4 separate regions of the Mus musculus genome follow, and regions 1, 3 and 4 are each linked to region 2. The links are chromatin contacts, called in public HiChIP or PLAC-seq and promoter capture Hi-C maps. All regions are on one chromosome and are shown on one strand. Each heading gives the region's core, a stretch centred on a gene start, on an enhancer-like site or on the middle of the called end of the contact. The rest is flanking DNA. Distances are from core to core; before and after follow the strand shown.

Evidence for each region. Promoter capture Hi-C pulls out the DNA fragments that hold promoters and counts their contacts. HiChIP or PLAC-seq counts read pairs in DNA pulled down with a chosen protein or histone mark.
Region 1: a contact with region 2 is called in an H3K27ac HiChIP or PLAC-seq map of embryonic stem cells, with 7 times the contacts expected there. The contact joins the enhancer-like site here to the promoter of Dpys in region 2. A contact is called at or near these places in 6 of 39 promoter capture datasets (the C10 cell line, embryonic stem cells, hippocampal neurons and 2 more), 5 of 484 Hi-C or Micro-C datasets (the AtT-20 cell line, the N1E-115 cell line, cerebral cortex and 1 more), 2 of 115 datasets of contacts at active chromatin or transcription factors (astrocytes and embryonic stem cells) and 1 of 9 other capture datasets (embryonic stem cells).
Region 3: a contact with region 2 is called in a promoter capture Hi-C map of hippocampal neurons, with 10 times the contacts expected there. The contact joins the enhancer-like site here to the promoter of Dpys in region 2. A contact is called at or near these places in 14 of 39 promoter capture datasets (the 3T3-L1 cell line, 3T3-L1-derived adipocytes, the C10 cell line and 8 more), 2 of 15 datasets of contacts at CTCF or cohesin (large pre-B cells and pro-B cells), 33 of 484 Hi-C or Micro-C datasets (B cells, the C2C12 cell line, the F1.1 cell line and 22 more), 2 of 115 datasets of contacts at active chromatin or transcription factors (astrocytes and embryonic forebrain) and 2 of 9 other capture datasets (embryonic stem cells and liver).
Region 4: a contact with region 2 is called in a promoter capture Hi-C map of hippocampal neurons, with 3 times the contacts expected there. The contact joins the enhancer-like site here to the promoter of Dpys in region 2. A contact is called at or near these places in 2 of 39 promoter capture datasets (hippocampal neurons and liver), 1 of 15 datasets of contacts at CTCF or cohesin (stem cell-derived epiblast-like cells) and 4 of 484 Hi-C or Micro-C datasets (cerebellum, cortical neurons and embryonic stem cells).

What each region holds. Positions count from the first base shown.
Region 1 is chr15:38,708,913-38,711,928 of GRCm38.p6, forward strand. No RefSeq gene overlaps it. Among named protein-coding and RNA genes, the nearest start is that of Gm45924, 18 kb to the right of the region's middle. Within about 2 kb of position 1,504, at least 264 of the 459 cell types and tissues checked have an H3K27ac peak or open chromatin away from gene starts, as enhancers often do. A contact at or near this core is called in the N1E-115 cell line, astrocytes, cerebral cortex and 2 more, where this site is marked.
Region 2 is chr15:39,856,184-39,859,299 of GRCm38.p6, forward strand. It overlaps Dpys (dihydropyrimidinase), which reads right to left and starts at 1,287. Exons shown (of 10, transcript NM_001164466.1): 1 at 916-1,287. The coding sequence starts at 1,179.
Region 3 is chr15:41,081,329-41,084,147 of GRCm38.p6, forward strand. The region is part of intron 5 of Zfpm2 (zinc finger protein, multitype 2); the gene reads left to right. Among named protein-coding and RNA genes, the nearest start is that of Gm46502, 91 kb to the right of the region's middle. Within about 2 kb of position 1,338, at least 7 of the 459 cell types and tissues checked have an H3K27ac peak or open chromatin away from gene starts, as enhancers often do. A contact at or near this core is called in cerebellum, embryonic forebrain and hippocampal neurons, where this site is marked.
Region 4 is chr15:38,681,501-38,684,755 of GRCm38.p6, forward strand. It overlaps Atp6v1c1 (ATPase, H+ transporting, lysosomal V1 subunit C1), which reads left to right. Exons shown (of 13, transcript NM_025494.3): 8 at 1,441-1,509. Among named protein-coding and RNA genes, the nearest start is that of Atp6v1c1, 21 kb to the left of the region's middle. Within about 2 kb of position 1,256, at least 21 of the 459 cell types and tissues checked have an H3K27ac peak or open chromatin away from gene starts, as enhancers often do. A contact at or near this core is called in hippocampal neurons and liver, where this site is marked.

The DNA of each region.
Region 1 (3,016 bases), core at 254-2,753, 1.1 Mb before region 2:
GGGGAGAGGCAGGTGTCCCCACGTTCTCAGGGCTGTGCTTAGTAGATGTATTAACCAATTCTCTGAGCCTCACAGACCCTTCTAGAAGGGGCTCAAGAGTTTGCAAATTGAATGAATCAAGCGCAAACTCCACAACAACAAACTAAAAATCAAAACCCAGACAGGTCAGACTATCCAAACAGTAGGGGGCTCTATTCACTCATACGATAAAAGAAAAAAAATTTTTTTTTTCCAGTAAAGATTTGCTATGCCAACATGATTCTAAAAACTGCTCAAAAATAGAATACCATATTTTAAATTTAACATATATTTAAATAATTATTAAAACTTAAATAATTTATTTTTGGAGGGGAAAAAAAAAAAAACCTGCCTAGGCCTGAGAGTGTAACTCAGTGGCTTCAGACCCAGGACTCTCCTGCACAAAAGCCATTACAGAAAAGTCTTCAAAAGTGAGACCAGACCCAGCATTCACAGTATCTGACCAGGGTCAGCCACTGCCAGGCACGAGACTGGGGGGTAATTATCCTAAATTCACAGTAGCAGCTGTGACCTTTGCAGAGGGTTTGGTAAATGTCACCCTACACTGAGTGCTTTGGTCATCATCTCATTTAATCCTCAGAACAGCCCCGTGGTGATAATGGTGGCTGGAAACTGAGAACCTAGTCAGCTCTTCCCCATGCCCTATCTCCCCCCACGCCCAATGGCGCGCCTATCAGTCTTCCTCCAGTCTGTCTGGCTCCAAAGTTGAGACCTTAACCACCCGTCCCTACCACCTCACCATGTGGCAAATTACTTTTCCTTCTGGACTCTCAGTGGTGGTCTGGAAAGCAGCCAAGCGTTTGTAGGAAAGCTCTCGGTCTGAACTTGGAGGAGCTGGGAGTGATTATTACTCGTGATCTGAAAACAAGAAAAAAGGTCTGGGGGCGGGGCACTCTAGTTTGTTCTGAAGTCTGCGGTTGAGTGAAGGCAACCCAGTCATTTCAGCAGAGTGCTATGTTACCACTGATGGGATTTCGGGGAGAGATCCTTATTTCAGACTCCAGGTCTTTACCCCTCTGTTATAGTTCAGAGCAAGGCTGAGAGGGAGGGAACTTAGATTCTACGCCTGGCTTCTTTTCTTAGATGAATGAGGTCTTCTTCAGCCTCCTCGAATCTTCGTGCAAAGTTCAGGTTATTTGCTTGGCCTCCGTCAGAACTCATATAGGACAGGTCTGGTGTTGCACTGGTGGGCAGGGCAGCACCGTATGGGCGTGGCAGTGCAGACGCAGGGCTTTCTGTGGAGACCAGCATTTTCCTCAGAGCGGAGCAGCAGGCAGGCCCCGCAGAGAGGAAAGCTCTGCAGAGGGATATTTTTGAGACTGATGCAGAATCCTAAGTAGTGACGTCCCAGTGACTCAGCTGGTGGGTGGAAGTGATTTTCAATAATGACAGTATCACCATGTCCCTCCTCCCACAGTGTCTCACATCACCAAAGACGTGCGCAATAGCCCTGACCCCACTGACTCAGCTACTGAGCACCGCAGGAAGAGAATAAAGGGAACAGGGGCGGGCGGGCGCCTCACAGGCTGTCCCTCTGAACCGTGCAAACCATTTTGCATGTGGAGAGTAATGCCTTCCTCTTCCTCAGAAGCAAGCACAGAAAAACAAGGGTGGAAAAGGTCACCTTGTCCGTCTGTCCTCCAATTGTAAAACAGTCCTCCAGGAGTTAAGTGCTGCATAATTATAGCCACCATTATCAGGAAGAGGCCACTTGAGTTAATTAGAAAGGGAAGCCACCCAATTGCAGTTAAAAACATGTGGAGCTTGGTAGCATTTTTGAGAGAAAGAAACTGCAATGCTTAAATAGAGCCATTTACAGATGTCTTTTCAGACAGAACAACAGGAAAATCAGCTTAGCTAAGAAGTGTGGGTCATGGCCGATGTTTGGAGCTAATGAGTGACTGAAACAGTGCCTGTCACCAAGGCAGTCTTGTGTCCTTCCTGACCTCGGGTGCCTTCAGAGGTAAGGGGTCAATTAAGGACTTCTCTGGGGCTTGTGAAGGATTGTAGTGACCTTAGCAACAGTTAGCAGTGGGAGGAAGGGAAGGGTAGCTTCCTAGGAGCCGCCTTCTCATGAATAAACATGAGTTTGTCTTAGGGCTGTGTTGGAATAGAGATGCCAAGTGTGGCCAGAGTGCACCGCAGGAGCCAATGGCTGCAATGGTTGGAGGCTTCCGCTTCACCCCTCATCTATGCCGAAGTCTGGGGCTCCTACTGGAGAGCTGGAACCTGGAGGTTTTCTTTAATGGGCACTGTATTGAGAAGCATTTGGAGTGGGCTGGGGCAAGGCTCATTGTGCTTGATGCTCTGGATTCTAGCCCCACGGCCGCCACCCAACAAACCATTGAAGTCTGGAATTAAAAATAAGGTTCGGATCTTGCTGAAAACAAGAGTTGTGTGTGGTGGTGAATATCTACAGCAGCAACACACACAGGCGCCTCAAGTTCCACACCAGGAAGAAAAACGCCCTCTCTCCCTTCTCCTTTTCTTTCTGTTTCTTTGAACATTTATGTTAGAAAACTCAAAACTGTAAATTTTTCCTTCTTAGAAATGTACATAAATCCTTGGAGACCCTATTACCATTTTGTCAGCTCTTGGAAATGTCTCTTAAACTGGCAGAGGCCTGAAAAAAGTGTGGGACCCTCAGAGCTGCAGTTATAGACAATTATGAGTGGCCTGATATGGGTACTGGGAATCAAACCCTACAAGAGCAGCCTATGCTCTTAACTGCTGAGCCATCTATCCTGGCCTACATTCTTTTAGTTAATATGAAAAAAATCTGTCTGTCTGTCTGTCTGTCTGTCTGTCTGTCTGTCTGCCTGCCTGCCTGTCTTTCAGGATGGTCTTAAGCTCAATCAGCAGCCCAGGTTGGTCTTGCTCTCCAGTTCTTCCCACCTCCTCTTCTGTTTTATAGCTATGTGCCATCATGCCTACCTTCTTTTTTTTTTTTTTTCTTTCTCTAGACCATGTCACTGGC
Region 2 (3,116 bases), core at 37-2,536:
CTCTGCGGCTGGATGCGTTTAGACACAGTCCTGAGAGGAATCCCCTGAACAACCTTGGCCTTGAAATCAGTGTATCTCCTCCCCTTTGCAAGAAGCCTCTTCTCTCAAAGCGGCTTTGAGGCAAGACTTAAAAATGTTGTGGATTTGACATCTTCAGCCTAGGCTTGGGGGATACGTTTTCAGTTTCCTATAAAGCTGCCTTGACAATCCCATGGTGGGTTCAGACGCTCCAAGGAAACCTTGGCCAAAACTTTCATTGGTCTTCGCTTAGACAAAGACCAGGACATCGTCTTCTGCAGTCTAGATCTGGCTGCTTACATCACTAAAAGCGGGCAGGTACTGTTGCCTGGAGCAAGCAGGTAGCAAAAGGGCTTGGAGAGGTCACCTTGGTGTGAGTGAAGGCTGGAGGGAACTCCTGGACAGGCTATCTTACTTCTACAGGGCTGGGCTCCGTCCAGTGTGGACTATCTCTGTGTGGCTTCCACTCACCCAGGCCTCACTAGTCACAGCAGTATCCTCTAGGTAAATGGAGTTTTCGCTTGTTGGCTGGAGAACTGGGAGAAAAGGCCGCAAAGGTCAATTTTGAAAAACAAACAAGCCAATTGTATAGACAGTATAGCGGCTTTGCAACCCCCCACGGATTATCATGACAAAAGAGAATTACAGACACCAGGAGGTGGTGCCTAGAGAAAAGAAGGCAAAGGGAAGAGATGGCCTCCAGAGTGCCAAACAACCCAAAAGGAAGAGCAGAGGGGCCACAGAGCACGGCATACAGTATCTTCACCCGAGATGGGCGTCCTTTTGTGCCCACAGCTAGCTCAAGTGTCTCACTCCACCTCAGTCCCTACTACTGCGCAGGAGCGGACGAGGTGGAGCCGCTAGAGACCCCAGATTATAGGTCTGTGGTTTGGGTACCTTGGTGCCCTGGTAGAAGTCGTCCACTGACTGCGAGCCCATGAACGGGAATTGCATGTGCGTGTGCGTGTCGATGCCCCCGGGCAGGACGAGCTTGCCCGCTGCATCTAGGATTCGCAGCCCCCGAGATGCGTCCTCAGGAGGCAGCAGGTCCCGTCCCAGCGCCCGCACCACGCCGTCCTCCACTAGCACATCGGCCACCTGTGAGAAGTCGTCATTGACAATGCGACCCCCGCGGATGAGAAGTCGTCCCTGTGGTGCCATGGTCCAGGGCGCTGGGGACTGCGAACAAAGTTGGCTTTCCTTTAAGCTCTCCACGAACTGTGCCAGAACTCCCTCTCCCGCTGGGCTGAAGGCGGGCAGATCTCTGGTGGCAGGTGAGGTACAAGGGTTTATTTAAATGCAGGACAGAGATGTAGCTCCACCTCAGGGCAGGGCTGCCCTGCCGCAGACCTGGACAAACCCTTAAGCACAACCCCTAGCATCCAGTTACAATAAGTCGGGGTGTCCACTGAGTTTATGAGTCCACAGAGGGGAGGGGTCTTGGAATTTGAAAGCTGCAGTCAGGGGCTTGCCTCCCTAGAGGCAAAGATACTTTAGTGAAAGAAAGAAATTCACTTGGTTCCTTGGTGAACAATGTCTACACCAAAAGACAGAAGGAACCTGCACAGCACCAGCAACAATAACACCTCAAAACAAACACACTTGACTCAAAATCAAGAGCAAACCACTGCAGTCTCTGTGATTGGCAGGTTGTGCTGGCATGTGTGGGATTCTGGTCTCCAGATGGATAAGCAGAGAAGATGTGCTGAGCAGGGAGACAGGCTCTTACAAGGGAAGCTGGCAGACAAGGAGCTGCCTGAGAGAAGGCTTGAGGGGTAATCAAGGGCGGCATGATGGCTAATCTTCATTCTCAATTTGATGTGATCTAGCGTCACTTGAGAGATGCTTGTGTCGAATTTCCTGATGCATCAGACTATCCACACCTCAAAACGATTAAAAATTAGAACGCACCGATAATCTAAAGACCCATGGATTTGGCTGTCAGGCCAGGAAGAAAAACACCAAAACCTCAGGAAGGTTATATAATTATTGTCAAGGGACCTTTGTGCAACTGTGAAAGGGGTAATTATATACACAATGAAACTCCTACAGGCTTGCAAGTCAACACCACCAGGAGCATGAGATTGGATGTCCCTGCTGCCACTGGGGCTCTCTCTGAAACTGCCCGGATGAGCGACTGCAAAGGTTTCTTTATCTTGGACACTTTATATCATGACACAACACAGAACAAACTTCCCACATTTAATTAACTCAAAGTTCTAGCAGAAGAGGGGCTTGCCAGGTATCTGCGAAGGGGAAGGAAATGGCTCACTGAGATTCGCAGGCAGAAATAGAGCAGAAAAGAGAGTAAGCTTTAAGAAAAATGCAGGCTACCAGACTAGGAAGACTGTCCCCTGGTGGAGTCACTGTCCCTACTCAACACCTTCGGGTCAGAAGCCTGGACAAGCATGCTCACTGGGGAGCTTGGCCTCCAAACGCCATTGTTTCTGCAGACACTCTAGGTCCCCGGGGGACCCTGTGGTGGGAAAGAACACTCCAGCCTGCTAATGAGCTTCTGCCTGGATGGGTGATGGGTGTGGAGTTTGGGGGAACAGGCAGACTGAGGGGTGGAAGGAAAACAGATGCGGACTTGGGATTGGAAGTCAAACTCTGGCTTTGGCATGAACTCTATGAAGCTTGGGCAGGACACTTCAGGGCCCCGTCCTCCCCGTCCTCCCCGTCCTCCCTGTCCTCCTCGTCCTCCCCGTCCTCCCTGTCCTCCTCGTCCTCCCCGTCCTCCCTGTCCTCCTCGTCCTCCCCATCCTCCTCGTCCTCCCCATGTGGAGACCTAGGCTGACAGAAGTTTGCAAGCCCATCCTTCCTTGATCTTTTACATCCTGATAGACTTGAGAGACTGCTGGTGTGTTTCTAGAATGAAACTCTCCCGAAGTCTGGAGCAGTGAGCTGGCGCCTAGATAGGGTTTGTTTTCTAGACTCTTGACCATTGTATCCCTGGCTCCTCCTCCTAGGTCAAGAAGTTCAGCTTGGGAAGGAGTTGTGTGTAAAAGTGTGTGAAAGTAGTGTGTAACGTTGTGTGAGGCGAGGCACGTGTCAGACAAGAGCCATGGCTGAATATTTGTGTTTCTTGCTTTGGATGT
Region 3 (2,819 bases), core at 88-2,587, 1.2 Mb after region 2:
CTCATATAAAGTGAAATAAAAGCATAAACATTAATTTAAAATTATATGTTGCAATAAGAAAACCCAACACACATTGTCATCTTTAGAACTTGAACCCTAATTACAAATGATAGCCATTGTTTACTGTAGGACACATTCGACCCATGATCTCCTTCAGAATTACTGAGCTTTTATGGACAGATAAAATGCTCCCTGAGAAGAGAGAAACACTGAAACAGGAAACATGCTCTGGGCAACAAAAGAGCATGAAAATAATGCATAGTACTTATAATTTTTAATTTTCCAAGCATCACAGATTGCTTAATACTGTATGGTTGTTGGGATTTTTTTTTTTTTGATAAGTATCATGTTTTGTTAGGAGAACATTTGGGTAAATATATTTAAAAGCTAATAAACTTTACCAAGGTATGGAATATGTTGACTAAAGATGGCTTGCAGAAAGATGCAATCCCCTCTCCTGGCTGCTTTTGCCCACAGATCTCTTAAGATCATCACTTAGGGGAGTTCTGAGTGCTTCATGTGGCTGATGCTGAAGCCCATCTCTCAGAGGTGACGTGTACAGGACATCTCCTAGCACACAGGACACAGGACACAACGAGAGCTGTAACTGGGCAGTATCTCTGAGTGATTGCAAATCAAGGCTGAAAACTCAGGTTCCTGCCAAATGCTGGCATTTCTGTTCCAGGGATCTGACCAGTTGCTGCAGGGGATGCCAGTCTTTCACCTCATCCACTGGTGTCACACTTTTGATCTAGCTCCCTAGAGAAAAATCGATTACTTTCTGGGAATTAAAAAAATAAATAAATAGAAAGGCAAAACAAAGAAGTCTAATAGAAATGGACAAGTTGACAGAGGCACTGAGAGGCTCATTTCTAGCCTGGTGCTTAAGGGAGCTTCATTGTGATCCTGCAATGCATATTACACAGAGAAATGGAAAGAGGGAAAAAGAAATTAAAAACAGCCTCCTATGATGAACTTGTATAATTTATGCCTCTGCAGAGCAGCAGGCACAGTGTGTCAGTTCCCCCTCCCCTCCTCTTTTCCCCTCCACCTGATTTCTGAGCCTCCCAGGCTGGGCAAGAATTTAAATTAAGAACACCCAACACACAAGTCAGAAATGAAAGTGCAGAATGCACTCCGATTATTCATAAGCTTGCAAGTTGTGTATTTTGGTGGAGATTTCCTCCCTTCTGCTCCTGATTGCTGATGAAGAATGGTATTTTAATAGGCAGATGGTAAAGACAATTACAGTTAGGGGCTCAGCTGGGAGTTGCATGAGTTTATTGCAAATTATTAGTTGATAAATGCTTTTGTTTACAAGCAGAGTCTTAAGCAGCTCTATAATCAGTTTATCAGCAGCGGGTAAAATTCTTGACAGCTTGCTCTTTCAGTGCAATGTCACCCCTTGACTGGTCCTTTGAAATCTGGATGGCCAGGACTATTTAGTCTGATGGCTGACATCATGTGCTGGTGTAAGTTGCTGCAGAGTCCAACCATAGCAGACCTTAGGAAACACAGTCCACACCCCAGGAATGCTAAAGACTATAAGAATCCTTTTGCTCCGCCTTTGGGCCCCCTTACCCTAGCTAGGCTGCCTTGACTGGCCTCGATGGGAGTGAGTGCATTTAGTCCTGGTGCAACATGATGTGCCAGGACAGGTTAGTACTCACGGTGGACTTCTCCTTCTCTGAGGAGAAGGGGAGGGGGTAATGAAGGGATGGGTTTGTGAGGGTGGGACTGATGGGGGACTGCAATCTGGATGTAAAGTGAATAAATAAATTAATAATAAATAAATGAAAAAAATTCATACAAATGTCTTTGCTTCATTGCTGAGTCTTATATCTTCTAAACCCTTAGTTCACAATGTTTTCAGAAAATTCTGAATCCATTTTTGTTTACAGGGCAAAACTTTCTGCCCGTACACTTCAACAGGAATCAGAATCTGAGCTTAATTACTCAGTTCAATTTTCTGAAAGGGGCTCTACATACTTCCTAGAAGAAGAAAAAGGAAATCTCCATAAGAAACACTTTCTTAAAGGAAAGAATAGATAGATAGAGAGGGAGGGAGAGAGGGAGAGAGGGGAGAGGGGAGAGGAGAGAGAGAGAGGGAGAGGGAGAGAGAGAGAGAGAGAGAGAGAGAGAGAGAGAGAGAGAGAGAGAGAGAGAGAGAAGAGCGAGCAAACAAGTAGAGTGAATTCCATTCCAGAGTGAAAAGATCTAGTGAGAATCCTTTACAAGAGGAAGCCAAGGAAAGCCTTCGGGGAGAACACGAGTTAGCAAGCACGGAGCGGAGCGTTACGTAGCCTCCTGTCACAGAAACTACCTAAGGCGGCAGTGCTTCTGATTTCTTACAGCTAATTCCTTTGAAATAAGAAAAATGACCACATTTCTTTGTTTCTGAACTCCATTCGGACCAGTATTTCCTGATGAGTTTATGCTAAGTGATAAAAACCTCTGATATTTAGAATGACAAGTCCTGTGATCTGAGAAGTTGGTTTACTGTGCAAAAAAAAAAAAAAAAAGTGTTTCTTGAAGATGCTACAGTTTAGCGTGCTTATGAAAGAGTCTCACTAGCATTTTACAAGGGGTCTGTGTGGTGCATATGGCCATAGTAATTTGTAACCTCAAGTGTTCAGACTATTCGTCGAAGAACATTCATGTGATGTCTGAGAAGCCAACTGACAGCTCATCTCTATTTAGTTTTGCTTTGCAGCTTAACGAAGTGAGTTTTGTGGGTCCTGTCGAAACAAAAATATTCCCATAAACAACTGCATGAAATAATTTCTTAAATGATCATTCCTATGTATATTTACTGTTTG
Region 4 (3,255 bases), core at 6-2,505, 1.2 Mb before region 2:
ACACAAATGCACATAGTTTGCTCACCTTTGGATCTAATAACCCTTTGAGGTCTCCCTTTGACTTCTGTATGAATGTTTGCTCAATGTGTAGTTTTGGAGAATCTAAAGAGTAGAAAGTAAAGAGTAGAACTGAGTGGGTGGCTTGCACAGTGTGGCATACACCTTTAATCCCAGCAGTGGGCAGGCTGAGGCAGACAGATCTCTGTGAGCTGAGGCTAGCCTAGGCTGCACAAGAGATTCCAGGCCAGCCAGATACATGGTAAGGCCCTGTTTCAAAAGAAGGGCGTAAAAGCCTGTGTTGGAGAGACACGTTCAGTGGCCTCAGGTCCTGCACTGCTGACATCTCTGGGGATTCTAAGCTGAGACAGGCTGCATTGTTTTTTTAGAATATCACTGCATGAAGCCTACCTTCTTTGTTCTGTATTTTATCTGGTTAGGGAATTGGGAATAAAAGAGAAACACTGGCTCCTGGAGGAGGATGGAGAGGAATAGTAAGGGAATCAGTTTCCCTAATGGTACCTGACTGGAGCATTTCTCCTCAGAGTGTAGGCTTTTGGATTTTTCTGGTTTTTTTTTTCTTTAGGGCTGTCCTTGAACTGGCACTATGGTCTGACTGGCTTGGGGCTTGCCCTGCTCCTGCCTTCACTTCCCAAGTACTGGAGTCACAGGCACACATACATCACTGTGCCCAGGGTGCAAAGCTTTGCTCCATGCTTTTCTTGCACAGTTGTTCCCAGAACATTGGAACATGATATTTATTTTAAAATCCTATTTATATTTGCCCATATTTTTCTTACTTGGCTTTATTTTAAAATTGTGTTGAGAAAATTTCAGCTTTTTGTACCATAAGATGTAAACAAGAGCCCCTGTAGATCACTTTACATAGTCAGCTACCTGTGTCTACCAACCTTTACTGTAAATCACACATACTTATCTCTCCACACCCCCAAAGCCAGTGGCCTTTCCAGAAAGCTGTTGCACAGTGTTCTGAGGCAGTCTCCTTTATTGTTACTGTGTCCTCGCTACTTCCTGAGGTACGCCCTGCTTTCTGTAAAATAGGGTTTTAGTTAGCCTTTTGTAATGGCCACCAAATGGTAGTAATTTCCCATGGCCTCTTCTGTTTTTTTAAATGAGGTATAAATTAATGTTTTCCAGCCATGCAGTTTAAAAATAATGTAGAATCTGTACTGTGCTTTGCCACGTTAACAAGCCAAGCTGTGCCTCTGTCGCAACAGTCCCTGGCTGTGCGGGAGGCAGTCCAGACTTCTTGCTTCATTCCGTGTTTGTGAGGCGCCCTCAGTAGGAGACTGATGTTTTGCTACACATATGATGTGCTTTATTGGAGCCACATTTCCCATGTGTCCCATGTTTTCTCTTCCTGGACATGGCAGAAATGGGACTTGTCTGTCCTTCCTGATGTTTACTGTGTCCTTTCTGCAGGCTGAACCACAATGACTGGATTAAGCAGTATGAAACGCTCGCAGAAATGGTAGTACCAAGGTCAAGCAAGTAAGTAGCCATCTTGCAACAGTGCTTTGTTTCCTACAAGTCTTCCAACAGCTTGTGGGATTAGGAAATCTCTTTGTGGTCTGTGTTTCCTTTGCAGTAAATCTGTAATTTTAGAGCCCTTGTTTTTACTTCATAAATTGTCAACTCTAGTTATCACCATTTCATATCTAGAAGGGAGTGGCATACCTGGCTTGACCCCTCATTTTCATAGATGGAGGTGTGAGGACTATAAGGTGAGGCCAGAGCCACACTTACCGGGAAGATGATGCCAGGGCCAGAGCCAGGGCCAGGGCCAGGGCCAGCCATGGGTTTAAGGAGCTTGGCCAGGGCCAGCTATGGGGCTTCTGCTACATCTTGTTGCCTCCTTGAAGCTTCCATCCGCTGTTGCTGTGTCTCCTCTAGGAACTAAGTCTTCATTTACCTAGCAAAGGAGTCATATCAGGTAGCTCCTGGAATGTGTGAACCTTCAAATTTTGTTTGAGTAGATGATGGGGCCAGATCTGTATAGTCTTTAAAAAGCCACAGAATGCTTGCCTTTTTAGTAAGCATTTTGAGTTATGAGTTTAATGTGCATTGTCTATTTATTAGTTACAGCAGTGCTGTGAGGCACTTTAGCCAGCTAATTTCTACATAGGATAGGAGGCTGTGTTTAGGTGGTCTAAAGCATATGGTTTCCAAGTGCCCAATGGCAAGGCAAGGCAGGGTTGACAATGGTTTTGTAGCTTGTGACCTATATCACCAGTCTGTGGCCAGTTATTGCTGCATGACATGCCTTGTTAAAGAGAAGGTATCAAAGACAGTGAGAAAGTGAACTTCGTAAGCTCAGGCCAGAAGTACTTTCTTTTCCAGCTCATTGTGCCATACAGGAGTTAGTTTGGTATAATGGAAAATCATGGACCCTATTGATGGTTCTTCTTCTAGCTTGCCTGGGTATGTCTTTGAACTTTTGGGTCCCACTGTCTTTTCTCAAATGTCAAAGAAGTTAGGAAGTTAGTTTAAGACGTGATAGAGTATATAAAACATAAGGTATCGTTGACATTTGACAAGTATTGAGAAATAAGTCACAAATCTGAGCTCATTGTGATTTTCCCCCTGTATTTGGAGTAATACCCTTTATTAAAGCCAACTCTTCACATGGCAAACTGAAGACAGTGGTTGTATCTTAACATGCAGTCTCATTTGGGCCGTCGATCCTGACCAGTAGTAACTTCTCTACATCATTTGAGCTCAGAGGTCAACACAGTATTCTGGAAGCAGGTATCCAGGAGGAGGGTGAGGCTCAGTGCACAGTGTCCTCTAGTGGTAGACATGTAGAAGTCAGGCTTCGGGGTTGGGTGGGGGACTGCATAAGTTAGTGAATAAGCTCTGATTTTGAAAGGACTTTATACCATTTCAGAGAGTTAGGTTGTTTGCTAATCACTTTAATAATTTAAAGGAAGGATAGTAAAATCCAGGCAGTACTTGTCCTAATGGCCTTTTGGATCCCCAGCCCCACCTCACAGTGTAAAGTGCATTTGGCATCAATGTCCATGGAGAACATAGAGCTAGCCAAGTAGCAATGGGCAGAGCATATAGTTCACACAAGCCAGCTAGGCCTTCAGGGCCCTGCTCTGGCACCCACTATTCAGGAAGGAACTCTGGCTTGATAAAGATTTTTGTTTGCCTTGTAGCTAACATTTTTCATTTTGGGTGTGTGGTGTTGGGGGTTAAACCCAGAACTTGGCACATAGTAGGCAAGTAGCCTGC